Regions from separate parts of the Mus musculus genome. Here region 2 is linked to region 1. Evidence: chromatin contacts called from public ChIA-PET data. All regions are on one chromosome and are shown on one strand. The core of a region is the stretch at or near the end of the contact, and the rest is flanking DNA. Distances in the headings are between cores, read along the strand shown. Region 1 overlaps Itga6 (integrin alpha 6). Region 2 overlaps Gm46785 (a long non-coding RNA gene).

Region 1 (6,931 bases), core at 2,007-4,506:
GCTGTGGCCTGCTTTTTCAGGTCTTCAATCAAATGAGCTGAGAAGACAGTGTTTTAAATTAAGCAATAATAGTGGCCTTGTTCTAATGAAGCAATAGTTCACATTTCCCGAGACAGAGTTGAGTAGCTAGAGGCACACTCTTTAATCCTTAAGGAAATGAATTATTGCCTAAGACAATGAAGCAAAGCTGCTATTGTCTTTAAAGCTTGAAGAATGCCAGTGTTTAGGACGCTTGATGGAAATAGTTAATACAGAAGTAGGCCAGCTGTCGGGGGAGACGTGCAAATATGAGTGACTGGTGGAGTGGCCCGCTCTGGATTCTAGGATAGCTTATTCAGACTGTGGTAGTGCATCCAGAGCCTTTAGCCTGTAAACGTGGTCTCCTTTGAAGACCTCAGTTTATGTCTTACTCTGAGTGACCACCATGCTTTTTGACATCGCCTTTCTCTGTGACAGAGTTTATTTCTTGCTAAAGATGGTGCTGTGGTTTTGAGGGTTTTTTAAAGGATTTTGTTGTTTGTTTGTCTGCATGTACAGTGTGTACCGTGTGTGCCTAGTGTCGGTGCAGGTTAGAAGAGGATTCGGATCCCCTAGAACTGGAGTTACAGATAGTTGTGAGCTACCAGTGTGGGTCCTGGGACCAAACATGGGGTCTTCTGGAAGAGCAGCGCTTAACCACTGAGCCATCTCTCCAGCCTCTTGCGTCTTATCTTTAAATATTTTCCAATATGTTGAAATCTTCAGGGAGTTACTCCAGTACAACTTTGCAACTCGGTGGAAGGTGGCCATGGTGGCTCAACTTTAATCCAGCCCTGGGAGGCTGAGGGAAGAAAGATGGTGCATTAGAGGAAATTCCTGCCTCAGAAATCCTGCCCTCCCCCCAAAACACGGGAAAAATAACAAAACTTAGTAGAAGTCGCTGTCTAGTGGCTCTAAGGCAAGCAGTTTGAACAGTGACTTTTCCTAGTGCCAAACTCTAGACACTGGCCCCATGTTTGTAGTCTCTCCTTTGGACCTGATATGGGAACAGGGTTTTGGATGCTGCTCTTGTTAGTTTCCATTGCTCCTGCCCCTACAAGGCCTGACTCGCTTCCCCGCTCCCACCCCAGCCTGTCTGTAGAGTGCAGAGCTGCTGCTGTAGTTCAGGCTTCTACTTATGAGCATGGTGGTACACACCTTTCATCCCAGGCAGAGATAGGTGGAGCTCTGAGTTCTAGGACAGCCTGGCACTACACAGGGAAACCCTGTCTCTGGGAGAGGGAGAGAGACACACAGACAGACAGACAGACAGATGTCTCTGAGAGAGAGGGACATACACACAGAGACAGAGAGACAGAGTCTTGAGAGTATGGCAGCAGCAGAGAGACAGTGGCATACCTGCAGCCCTGGTCCTTGGAGTTGACTTGGTGCCCACAGAGCAGTAATGCACACAGAGCACCTGGTTCCCTTACTAAACCCGTCTGGGCAGCCAGGCGCCCAGCCCTTCCTGTGAGGAACCGGGAGGAAGCTTTGGATTTATACAAAAGCCAGATTTTGGCACGCGTTTTGAGGGGTTGGTTGAAATGGGCTATTCTTCCAGAACCTACAAGCACCTGGCAGCTCAAGAATCAATGTGTGCCTAGCATTTAACCTACACCATGACCTAAAATGACTTAGATTAGAAGTAGACGGTTGTCCCCGGTGTCCTTGTTTGCATACTGGTCTAGTTTTGCTCATTTATTTGTTCTTCACAGACATAGCTTGAACTAATGGACTGTGACTGTATATAAAGCTGATTCCAAGTGAGATTAAGAGCCTTTTTGCTAATCTCTGAACCAGGGTAACTGTGAGAAATGGGTCCCCAATGGTTGCTGAGTGTTGGGGTGACTTTATTCATCTGTTTCTGGGACCTGCCGTTGTATTGGATTAGCTCGCAGTATAGCCTTGAAATGCAGAGTGGTGCAACAGGCGCCCTCTGCTGGCAGGCCATTCCCTTTTGTAGCCACCCACTCCTGCAGCCGGTGTGGATCCTCTTCCCTCCCTCCCAGAAGGTATCTGAAATGGAAACAGGATGCTTAAGAAGCCGTGTGGGCAGAGTCTGGGGTAGGCACCCTTTCAACTGGCATTATCCTTTATAGATGTATGCCTCTTAACATTGTCTTTATGCCTGACAACCTGGCTCCTTCCTTTATTCTATGCAGTCCGCCACTTCCTTCTCTGTCCAATGCCTGTGCCCCACCGGGGATGGAGGAGAGAAGGGTTGGAGAAAGCCCTTGGCTCTGAAGACCTGTGGCTGTGCATGGAGTAACCTCCACAGTCTGTTATTGTTTAAACGTGTGTGTGTGTGTGTGTGTGTGTGTGTGTGTGTGCGTGCGTGCGCGAGAGAGAGAGAGAGAGAGAGAGAGAGAGAGAGAGAGAGCCCGCGTGCACGCCCCCCCCCCCCCCCCCGCCCGCGGAAGCCAGAAAAGGGCTTTGGAGTTATAGGCATTAGACTTGATGATGCTGGACTCCGAACTTTGCTCCTCTGGGAAAGAACAGGCAGGTGCACTAACCACTGAGTCATCCCTCCAGCCTCTGCACAGCTTGTTCATGTTGCTGGAAACCTTTGAAGTGCCTATCCCATGTAGGGACCCAGAAAGGCTCAAGAGATGGCTGCATCCTTAGGCTCTGCGGGCCTCCTCTCCTACCTCTCTCCCCTGAGCCTGTCTTCTCACCAGGCTGTCTGTCCATCTTCAACTCCACTTACCAAATCACCAGACTCCAGTCTCCTACGGCGGCTATCTCAGTGCTTCTTAACTTGTGGGTCGTGACCCCTTCAGGGGTCAAACAACCCTTTCTTTCACTAGGTTCAAATATCAGATATTTACATTATGTTTCATAACAGTAGCAGAATTACAGTTATGAAGTAGCAACAAAGATAATGTTATGGTTGGGGGTCACCATAACATGAGGAACCGTACTAAAGGGTGGTGGCATTAGGAGTGTTGAGACCCACTGCTCTAGCTCCTCCCTTGGAAGCAAAGCCAGTCTTGCCTGTTCTCTGCTGTCCCTCCTAGGTCTCTTCTGCTGTCATTTCCTGGTAGCACTCTCTCTACAAAGCACTTGCCCTCTCCCTCCCAGTCCTTTTCTGAGCTAGCTACTTCTGGATCAGGTGGAGCCACACTGGAGTTTTAGGAGATGGAAGCTACCTGGGAGGCCGTCCCTTATGCATCCTGGGGCAGTACTTGTTGAAGCAGTAATTGGCTGTAGGAGGAGCTTGGTAAACAGGAAGTAGCCTGCCACCCTTAGCAGCCTCCTTGGGTGTGTGTAAGAGGAAGTGGTTAGAGGAGGGAAAGCTGTCTAGGCTGTCGGAGCTGCCCTTTGAGTCTCCTCTTGGCAGTTGGTTACCTTTACCCACCATTGGGCCTGGGTTCTTTTTCCCTTCGCCTGCTGGGAGTCAGACTTAAATCTGTCAGTATGCCAGTGGTTTTTATTTCAGTGTGTCATTGTTATAGGCTGGCTTTTGTGCTAAACGTTTTAGTTGTTCAGTTTTGTTTCTTGGGGAGCATTCATTACGCAGGGACAGGGACACTGTTTCTAGGTAATCTTTGTCCTGCCTGGCACCTGGCTGTGAGGTCCAGAGGCCTCATAATTAATCTCTGTCAAGGCCTCGATTTCCTATCAAATGGGAGGGTGCAGGCTCCTTAGCTTCTGTTTACTCATGGTTCAGCTCATTGTTTGTTTCTCTAGCCACCCCAGCACAGGGTCCATCCCACATCTGCCAAGCATCAAAACCCATTCTCTGCACATTCTAGGCCACCTCGTCTCTCAGGTATTGTGAGCTCCTGCAGGGACAGTGTTACTTGGATACCTGGTGGGCCTATGCAGACCCCTGCACCCTGGCTTCTCTATACCCCCTATTGATTGATAAATTTGGGGACCCGGGGGGCAATTGCTTCCCTAAGTCTCCACTTCAGTTCCGTTGCTTTGGTGTGTGCGGGTTCATCATTTCCAATGTAGACTTGGAACTAGAAGTGGGCAGTGCGAACTGCCTCAGGTGAGGAGATGGGTTATCTGTCTGGTAGGAAGGGCAGCCACTGTCCCCATGGAAGCCATCGTCATGCTCCTGTTTCTCCTGGGCAGATGTGATCCCCTTCCCCCTGTTGCACCTGCAGCAGCATAGCCGTTAGTGTATTTACTTTTTAACTGGGATCCATCCCAGCAAGGAAGAGGTAGTGGGGATGTTAGCTAGAGTTGGTTTTTGTTGTTCATTTTGCACCTGACCCTGCAGGCTTCCCAGTGCACTTTGCTGATGTTAGCTAGCGTTGGTTTTTGTTGTTCCTTTTGCACCTGACCCTGCAGGCTTCCCAGTGCACTTTGCTCCCTTCAGAGGGTTTATTGTTTGTTCCCAGCTGGCTTTCCATCTCCAGCCCATACCTCAAAGCTCTGGTTTCCACTTCTCTGTGTGGTCCGGTGTGTGTTCTTTCTTTCTGTCTCTTGTATTGTTTGTTTCTTACCCTAGAGGTTGTAAACCACGTGACCAGCCAGCCCCTCTGCTAATGAAGTGAAAGCTCTCCGCTGCCTGCCGATCATGAGTTGGGATTAGGAGCCACTCCTTGGGGAAAGTCTGGGGTGGAGAGAAGAGGAATGTCCCACCCACAGCTGCCACTTCATTTCTCAGCCTTTGTGGGAGACTGGTTGATATGGGGGAGCTTGTATCATGTACCCATGAGACAGAACATCACGTGTTGCACTTTAAATAGATGGAGATTCTCCTTGTCAACTATATCCTCAATAGAGCTGAAGAAAAAGAAAAAGGGAAGAGATTAATTGTGACATGGGCAAGAGTTGGATTCTTAATCTGTAGATACAGTGTTGCAAAGCTAGGTGTAGTCAAAGTGTTCCCTGGAGGATACCTGTCTTAGTCAGGGTTTCTATTCCTGCCCAAAACATTACGACCAAGAAGCAAGTTGGGGAGGAAAGGGTTTATTCGGCTTACACTTCCATACTGCTGTTGATCACCAAGGAAGTCAGGACTGGAACTCAAGCAGGTCAGGAAGCAGGAGCTGATGCAGAGGCCATGGAGGGATGTTCCTTCCTGGCTTGCTTCCCCTGGTTTATTCTGCCTGCTCTCTTATAGAACCCAAGACTACCAGCCCAGAGATGGCACCACCCACAAGGGGCCTTTCCCCCTTGATCACTAATTGAGAAAATGCCTTACAGCTGGATCTTATGGAGGCATTTCCTCAAGGGAAGCTCCTTTCTCTGTGATAACTCCAGCTTGTGTCAAGTTGACACACAAAACCAGCCAGTACAGTACCTGGGGGGGGGGGGGGGGGGGGGGAGGCAGCGTTGGAAACAGATGTGTACCTACTAGATAGAACATGATGGCTGCTTCCCACCTAGAGTTGAGAGAGAAAACTGTTCTGTGAGTCACATGGTCTATGCTTGTTCTATGAAGAGTGTCTTCCGATACCAGCATTGCGCCCAGCTACCTGCCAGTTCTGTAAGGGACAGGCTCACTCTCCTCTGTTTGACACCAGGTGTCATTCCGTCTCAGCTGTGAGACCTGTGCCCCGGAAGCCTCTATCTTTGTTCTCTTCCACTCCTCAGCAGCTGTGGGACTCGTGGGCTGCAGGGCAGAGAATGATGCCCACAGCTCTGGCTAGACTTTAAAATATGCAACATTCAAGTCCCTAAGTTCTTTCTGTTTTGTCACCAGGTTGCTTGTGGGGGCACCTCGGGCAGAAGCACTCCCGCTGCAGAGGGCGAACAGAACAGGGGGCCTGTACAGCTGTGACATCACCTCCCGGGGACCTTGTACACGGATTGAATTTGATAATGACGGTGTGTTCTGCCCTCACTGTTCGTTTGGCCAGCCTGTCTGTGCCATGTGACACTTGCCACCAGATAGGACAGGAAACAAAGCATTTATTCCTGCAGAGAAGGCCTCTCACTTTTAATTTTTTGTCAGTCTTGAGTGTTTTATCTGTCCTGAAAATACTTGTTGCCTCGGTTCATCCCGGTTAAACTAGAATGGTGTGTTTATGTTGCCACCTAGTGGTCTGTTGAGACTGTTGCAAAATTGAGTTCATGGCTGTGAAGAAACACTAGAAGGGGGGAAAAAAGTCACGTATTGTTAAAATGTTGGGGGAGGGGGGCAGAAGCCAGGTGGTGACAGCCTACACCTTTAATCCCAGCACTCAGGAGGCAAAGGCAAGCGGATCTCTGTAAGTGTGAGGCCAGTCTGGTTTACAGAGGAGTTTACACAGAGAAACTTGTCTCAAAAACAAAACAAAAAAACAAACAAAAAACTGGGGGGAAAGACTTATTTTGTTTACTTTTCTTTATTATTTAACTCATGTATTTGTATATGTTTGCCTGTTTTTGTGGTATTAGGGCCTTGTGTATCCTATTCAAGTGCCTTACCACCAATTTGCATCTCTAGCCCTGAAAAACTTTTCTTGAAAATCCTGTAAAATGAGAACGGAACAGCATGAGTAAAATCTCCCTGGAGATTGTGGTACAAGAGTTAGGGTAGAGCCAAAATAAGTTTCAAAATTCTTCAGGAGGCACATTGGTGACTTGGCTGCATATATGTCCATGTGAGGGCGTTGGAACCCCTGGAACAGGAGTTACAGACAGCTGTGAGCTGCTATGTGGGTGCTGGGAATTGAACCCAGCTCCTCTGAAAGAGCAGCCAGTGCTCTTAACAGCTGAGCCATCTCTCCAGCCTCCAAAAGGGTCTTTTAAACTCCCGACTCTTACCCAGCTAAAGCTGCCACCTCTGAAAGACAGGCTTGTTTCCCTTTTATTTTAATATCCCATTTTATAAAGCCTCTGGGTGGCTGGAAGATGCCATAATGGAGTCCATATGTACCACCAGCTAATTTACCTGGTTTCCGGTAGGCTGGGCAGAGCCATTAGTGTTCCCAGAAGCTTGGAGGAAACCAAATTTGATTATTGGCCTAAG
Region 2 (6,931 bases), core at 1,723-4,222, 130 kb after region 1:
CATCTACACCAACTAGCAATTGGACAGGAGAACAGAAAGTAACATAGTAACATTTACTCCACCAACTAGCAATTGGACAGGAGAACAGAAAGCTGGCATCTTGCTCCTTTCTTTGTTTCTACAGAAAGTCTTGGGAGTCTTGACAAAAACAGCATCTTTGATCTTGAAAGAGAAAAGCATTTTTTGGAGTGCTGAGTGAGTCTGCAGAGAGGAAGACAAACTCCCACCCGGCCTTCCCAGACGGCTGGTTCCTTATTTGTCTGTGAATCAGCGAGGCTCCAATTTCATGCCCTGCCCTTTCAAACTTAAGAGTTTAAAATTAGTATCATACATCAGAGTGTCATCTCCTGCTAAGACATAGCTCCCCTTTCTGTGTTTGGTGACTGTATTTTTAGCTACAAATCGCTAGCGATATCTGGATGGCAGACCTTCTGGTTTCAAAGCTTAGTCTCAGACTGAATGTCAAGCCCATTTGCACAACTATTAGGGAACTGGGATTTCTGGTCATGTGATGAAAAGGTTTTGGTGATGTCACCACGATTTGCTTTGATTTAAAAATGGTGAAGAGTGTTGTTTTTGGCAGCCACAGTGAGCCACAGGTTTACTGGTTAGGCAGGAAAGGAAGTTTGGGAAGTTGATTCCTTAGTGTTCAAAGATGTTGTTGCTTTCCCTTTCTCCCTGCCTTTGTCTGTCCACTACAATAGAAAAGCACCTTTCTGCATTTTATAATCTGCCATGCACTCTGGTTGAGTCAGCTTGACAGGCCAAGAGGCCTGGAAGCCACTCTAGAGGCAGAGAGTTTCACGGAAACTCACCTCCTGGAGTCTGGCATTCTCTTTAACCCATATACTCATATTCTATTCTCGCGTTAGTCTGGTGCATGGATCCACATGCTCTCTTTTAGTATTATCTTATTATAATGCCTTTTAAGATTGAATTCTGACATAGCTAAGCCTTCACCAGTGTTCCAACGTCCTAGAAAGTCCTTGAGCAGACAATGGGCTTGGAATTCAGTAAGAATGTTGCCTATTCAGTGACATTCAGAATTGCCTCTGGTATTACACTATCACTTTGAATAAAAGCTAGGTCACTGCTCTACACAGGAATTTACCATCATCTAGGAAGAATGAAGTTTGAGACCTAAGGAGGAACCAGAGTAGATACTTAGAACTATAGATAGCTGAGTTACACCCATACACATGTATTTACAGTGGCCTAGGGGAGAAGGTGGACTATACAATAGACTAAAATAGGAACTATGGCAAGGGCACGAAGCCCTTGACCCTGGCTTCTAAGATTAAGTGAACTTTAGGTGGAACTCTTTTTGATCCCAGTTGTTAACAATGAATTCTATCCCAGGTGGTTCCTGTTAGACCTTCTGTGTTTGTATTCCTCTGTTTTGTGTAAGAATCCAGTAACCTCTTTGTACCTTGCTGGTGTGTCACCCAACTTCCCTATTTTCTTCTGTATAAAAAGTTTGATGCTCGATTTGACAAATTACATTCAGATTCTACACAGCCTCTCCTGTGTGCATCTGTCTGTCATTCCATCCAACGCTTTGCCCACCTGCCCCAGAGACCCGTTCCACGCAGACAAAGGGGCCCAGAGGGTCTGCGGCAATAATCAATAGATGTTTGTTAGACTCATGGTTCTAGAGGCTGTAGTTGTAGGGATGAAAGGCAGCATCCGGTAGGGAAACTTCTTGCTTTTATCTCCCATGATGGAATGCAGAGGGTCCCTGGGCAGAGTTCATGCCTGCAGTAATTCCCTAACACTATTAAAGAGTACACACTAGGTTCATATCTGGCTGAAATACAGCCTTGACACAAAGTAGGTGCTTTTTAACTGTTCACTCACCAATCAAAGTGAGAAAGATTCAGCAACATTTTCAAAGGCAAAAGAACCTTCTAGAAACCAGGTTGAGATTTAAACAGATATAATGGCTTGCCAGTTTATCTACGTGGGATATCAGAAGGAATTCCTGCAAGAGATACTGGGCGGGGAGATCTCTCTACAAAATATAACTGTAGAGTTTAGAATGCAAAAATGTTGGTATTCATGCAGAGATCCCATTAGGTTGATGATTTTTAACCTGGTAACTTTCAGGAGTAGCATCCTATGGTGTATGGCTGTATGAATGATGATGGTTGATTCCTTGGTTGGTCATTCCTACTGAGTTGGCGTGCTTTGGCCTTTAACGGTGGGAATAGGATCAACAGGTCGAGAAATCACAGCTTCTTGTTTCCCAACATATCTGTTCTCTCAGTTGAAGTCATTATGGGGGGAAATACTGGGAGAGGAAGAAAACAAAGGAGAATGGGGGGAAAAGAGGCAAAACCACAGATCCAAGTTTGGAAACCAGTGCACCTATTATCCATTATCTTCCTTAAGAGATGTTTTTCTGCCACAAACATAGAAAAGACATGAAATACATACATACATACAGACATAATACATACATACATAGCAGAAAGGATACCGTTAATTTGAAGCTGTTTGTCAAGGCTTGAGACCTCTGTAGACAGCCTATTTTTCTGTTGTGAGGTGTCACCAGAGAAGACCACTCAGACAAGGGTTCAAGTCAATAGAAGGTCTTTATTAGCTAACCGTTGACTACACTGAGTGTTCAGAACCAGAGTGCAGTTCTTTTTTTTTTTTTTAAGATTTATTTATTATTATACATAGGTACACTGTAGCTGACTTCAGACACACCAGAAGAGGGCAACAGATCTCATTACGGGTGGTTGTGAGCCACCATGTGGTTGCTGGGATTTGAACTCAGGACCTTTGGAGGAGTTGTCAGTGCTTTCACCCACTGAGCCATCTCTCCAGCTCCCCAGAGTGCAGTTCTGAGCCTTTCTGAAGGTGAGCTTTTAAACACAAAAACCACATCCTGGGTTAACACACCTCAGTTAGCAAGAACTGTTAGCCAGAAGCAGAACTACACAGAAGCCAAAAAGCAAGGTTAGCACATTTAGGGACTTTCCCAGAACTATAGTGTTGATAGAGTAAGTCTTTGATCTTATTGTGGCAGGTGGGGCTGCCTGTAGGTTCCATGTATGCTGGGTTCCAAGGCCTGAATGAAACTTCCATCATGGGGTCAGTGGTGCTAAGGTCTGGGGGGCTGCTACACTTCCTAGTATCATGTTGTGGAACTTTCTTTGACCCTCCTTCAATTTCCAGACCGTGATGTGGCCAGTTCCAGCTGCATGTATCTCATAGACATCTTCTGTTGTCATCGTTACCACCATGGCAGACACACGTCAGTACTTGTTCTTGATGCTTCTCGCTCACCGGAGGGCAAATCTGTTCTGCTCATTTGTGAATCCTGGAATATCCCAGGATATTTGACAGTGTTTGCCCAGTTCATATTTCCTGGATACATGAATTAGACTATTCTTTTTCTACTTTATAAGAACACTTTTTTTGGAACCAGTGTATACTCATTGATAACTTGATTCTGACCAAAAATAAATAAACAAACTCTTAAACGCGTTCTCACGACCGGCCAGGAAGAACACAACAAACCAGAATCTTCTGCGGCAAAACTTTATTGCTTACATCTTCAGGAGCCAGGAGCGCAAGCCCCAAGCCCCAAAAACGAAAGGCCCCCAAAACGAAAGCGAAACCCTGTCCCTATTTAGGAGAGTTATCCTTCGCCTAGGACGCATCACTCCCTGATTGGCTGCAGCCCATGGCCGAGTAAAGGCAGAGTACATGTAGTGGAAAATTACTCTTGGCACATGCGCAGATTATTTGTTTACCACTTAGAACACAGCTGACAGCGCCATCTTGTGACGGCGAATGTGGGGGCGGCTCCCAACATCTCCCCCTTTCCTTTTAATAAGAGCAATAGGCCACCCATATTAATGAGAGTGGAGATAGAGGTCAAATCCCCAGTGTGCAGGTAAAGGAGCCATGTACAGGATTAGCTCTTAGGCTCACAGGCTTTTACCCAGAGCAACCCTGACCTGCTCCCGTGTCGTTTTGCCTGGAGAGAAGGACACTTGGACACTCAACCTTCTTGAAAGATGACATGTCTCCCTAGAATAGGCTCATATATGCCGCAGAGCCCTTCTACTGCAGTGCTTAGCCGTGCAACTCTCTCGGGCTGCTGAAGCACACTCACTCTATCCCGTGCAATGAGTCTAGCCTCGTGGGATGCAAGAGCTGAGTGGCCAGCGACCTATTGCCTAAGCATAGATATATCAGGGGAAGCACCATGTTCTAGAGCTGCAAGTGCCTGGGCAATAACCACCTTGTCTCTCCTAGTTTGGGCCTTAAGCTTACAGACCAACCAAAGAAGCAACACTAATCCACAGCAAAGTGTATCTCCAAATAATATCAATCCCACCCATTCTTTAAAGAAGGGAAATGCTGAGGAGATCCAATTGGGTAATCCTTTGGTCAGGGACAGGTCCAAGCGCGTGGAGTTGACCTGAAGTCTCAATTCCCGAAGGATCTGTTCAAATTCAGCCGTCCAATTCTGTAACATATACTGAAAAAGACTTTTTGACAAATTAGCTGCCCTAGTAAAATTCTCATACTGAATGGAAGTAATGGACAATCCCGGAAACTTTTGTTCACATCCCAGCTGAGTTATTTGCCATAATACATCTAGTTGTTTCTGGACAAGATCTATGAGTTGATTAACCAGCATGAGACCTCCCTGTATCTTGACATTAGCTGAGGCCTGTTTATCTATGACTGTAGTCACGAGGCTGACAAAGTGTTAATGGTGTCAGTCGTCTGGACCTGTCCAGACAGAGCCAAGGCTGTCTGAATCAAGGCCAAACCCAGTTCCTAGTTAGTGGTAAAAAAGCAGGGGAATACTTGAGCATTATACATCACCGTCATTAGGAGTGGAAATGTCGACATTATCCCCCAACGCTGCTCTCTCTTTATTATTGACGCCCTGGACATCACCAAGACGAGGGACATCAGTATTCCCTTGGTCAGTCTGGATTTTTCGGGTGAGTCTTTCTGGTATCCAAAATGGGTTGTCTTCATTCTGTGGGAAAACACAAACCGCTCCCCTGGATCTTATCAAAATAGGATCCGGGCCATACCATTTATTATCAAGGACATTTTTCCATTTAACCATCTCATTGGGCCTATCTGGCTCTGAACAATGACGTTCAGCCGCAGTATGGCCATGAACATCAATATTTAAAAAATTGAGTGTAAAGAGTGCCATAGACACAGACACTCTTGGTACTCGGGGTAGAGTCTCCTCAATTCCCCTCTTCTGTTTTATAAGATAGGCTTTGAGGGTGCGATGCGCACGCTCAACAATACCCTGTCCTTGAGGGTTGTATGGAAGTCCAGTCAGGTGGGTCACGTCCATCTGACGGCAGAACTGCTGGAATTTTTGAGATGTATAAGCTGGTCCATTATCAGTCTTAAGGAGTTTGGGTTTCCCCCAAGCACTCCATGCCTCAAGACAATGTTGAATCACATGTGAGGCTTTTTCTCCGGTTAACGGAGAAGCAAACATGATGCCAGAACATGTGTCAATGGACACATGGAGATATTGAAGTTTTCCAAAGGAAGAAACATGTGTAACATCCATTTGCCAGACCTGTAGAGGTCGAATACCGCGTGGGTTAATTCCCACATGAGGAACTGGCAAGAACTCACAGCAGCTTTGACATTGAGTAACAATGTCACGGGCTTCTTTTCTTGTCAAGGAGAAACGACTGCGTAATGTTTCAGCCATCACATGAAAATTGTTATGAAAATTTCTTGCAGCCTCTACCGGGGATGATAGGGCAGCAGCCACCACTTTAGTGGCCTTATCTGCCAAATCATTTCCCAGAGCCATGGGGCCAGGTAGGCCTGAATGGGCTCTAACATGAGTAATATAAATAGGAAATCTTCTAGATAACAAAACTAATTGTATCTGCTGAACAATATTGGCAACTCTACTGGAAGGCTTAATCACTCCAGCCACTTCTAAAAGATTTACTGCATTAACCACATAACAGGAATCTGATACAATATTAAGGGGTTCTAAAAAGGTTTTTAAAACTTCTAAAACCACTAAACATTCTACCACTTGAGGTGAATTTTCATTATATTGTTTGGATACCACTTTACCATTAGCCACATAGGCACCTATGCCAGTTTTTGATCCATCAGTATATACCACAATCCCATTTTTAAGTGGGTTTCTTACTGTTATTTGTGGATACACAACAGATTGATTTTGGGCAAACTGTAAAATTGGATGTTTTGGATAATGGTTATCTATTTGTCCTGAAAAGGAGGTAACTAAAACTGCCCAATCATTAGATGTGGCTGCCAAGGTTTGAACCTGTGCAGCGGTATAAGGTACAATTAAAAGATATGGACTTCGCCCAAAGTGGGTGATTGCTGCTTTTAGGCCTTTAAGGGCAAGCTGTGCAATTGCATCAGGATACCAATCTATTATTTTAGCTGGGGATACGTTTGGATGGATCCACAACAATGGCCCATTCTGCCACAAAACTGCGGTTGGCAATTGTGCTGTCTTAAAGACACACAAACTGAAAGGCTGCGAATCCTCAATACGTTGTAATTGTGCATTCTGTAAGGCTTTTTCCACCTTTTGTAAGGCCTGGTTAGCAGCTAGAGTAAGAGCCCTAGGGGAGGAGATATGAGGATCTCCTTCTAAAATACCAAACAAAGGCCTTAACTCAGCGGAAGGAATCTTTAAAAAAGGTCTGAGCCAATTAATATCTCCCAACAGCTTTTGAAAATCATTTAAGGTATGGAGGTGATCTCTTCTTATCTCTACCTTTTGGGGCACAATCTTATCTGGGGACACCACAGAGCCCAAGAATTGTCCTGTATCAGAAATTTGGACTTTTTCTGTGGCTATCTGTAAACCCCACTGACTTAAAGTTTTAAGTAGAAAAGGATATGCCTTTTGTAGCATGGTAAGGTTTTT

Evidence for each region. ChIA-PET counts read pairs in DNA pulled down with a chosen protein or histone mark.
Region 2: a contact with region 1 is called in an RNA polymerase II ChIA-PET map of memory CD8 T cells, with 849 read pairs. The contact joins two enhancer-like sites. A contact is called at or near these places in 1 of 39 promoter capture datasets (embryonic stem cells), 10 of 484 Hi-C or Micro-C datasets (the N1E-115 cell line, the P5424 cell line, cortical neurons and 3 more), 2 of 115 datasets of contacts at active chromatin or transcription factors (embryonic stem cells and memory CD8 T cells) and 2 of 9 other capture datasets (adipose tissue and pancreatic islet).

Annotation. Positions count from the first base shown.
Region 1 is chr2:71,810,950-71,817,880 of GRCm38.p6, forward strand. Itga6 (integrin alpha 6) reads left to right here. Exons shown (of 26, transcript NM_008397.4): 2 at 5,681-5,805. Among named protein-coding and RNA genes, the nearest start is that of Itga6, 27 kb to the left of the region's middle. Within about 2 kb of position 3,257, at least 203 of the 459 cell types and tissues checked have an H3K27ac peak or open chromatin away from gene starts, as enhancers often do. A contact at or near this core is called in the P5424 cell line and memory CD8 T cells, where this site is marked.
Region 2 is chr2:71,938,654-71,945,584 of GRCm38.p6, forward strand. Gm46785 (a long non-coding RNA gene) reads left to right here. Exons shown (of 3, transcript XR_001783614.1): 3 at 3,184-3,380. Among named protein-coding and RNA genes, the nearest start is that of Gm46785, 4.3 kb to the left of the region's middle. Within about 2 kb of position 2,973, at least 32 of the 459 cell types and tissues checked have an H3K27ac peak or open chromatin away from gene starts, as enhancers often do. A contact at or near this core is called in the P5424 cell line and memory CD8 T cells, where this site is marked.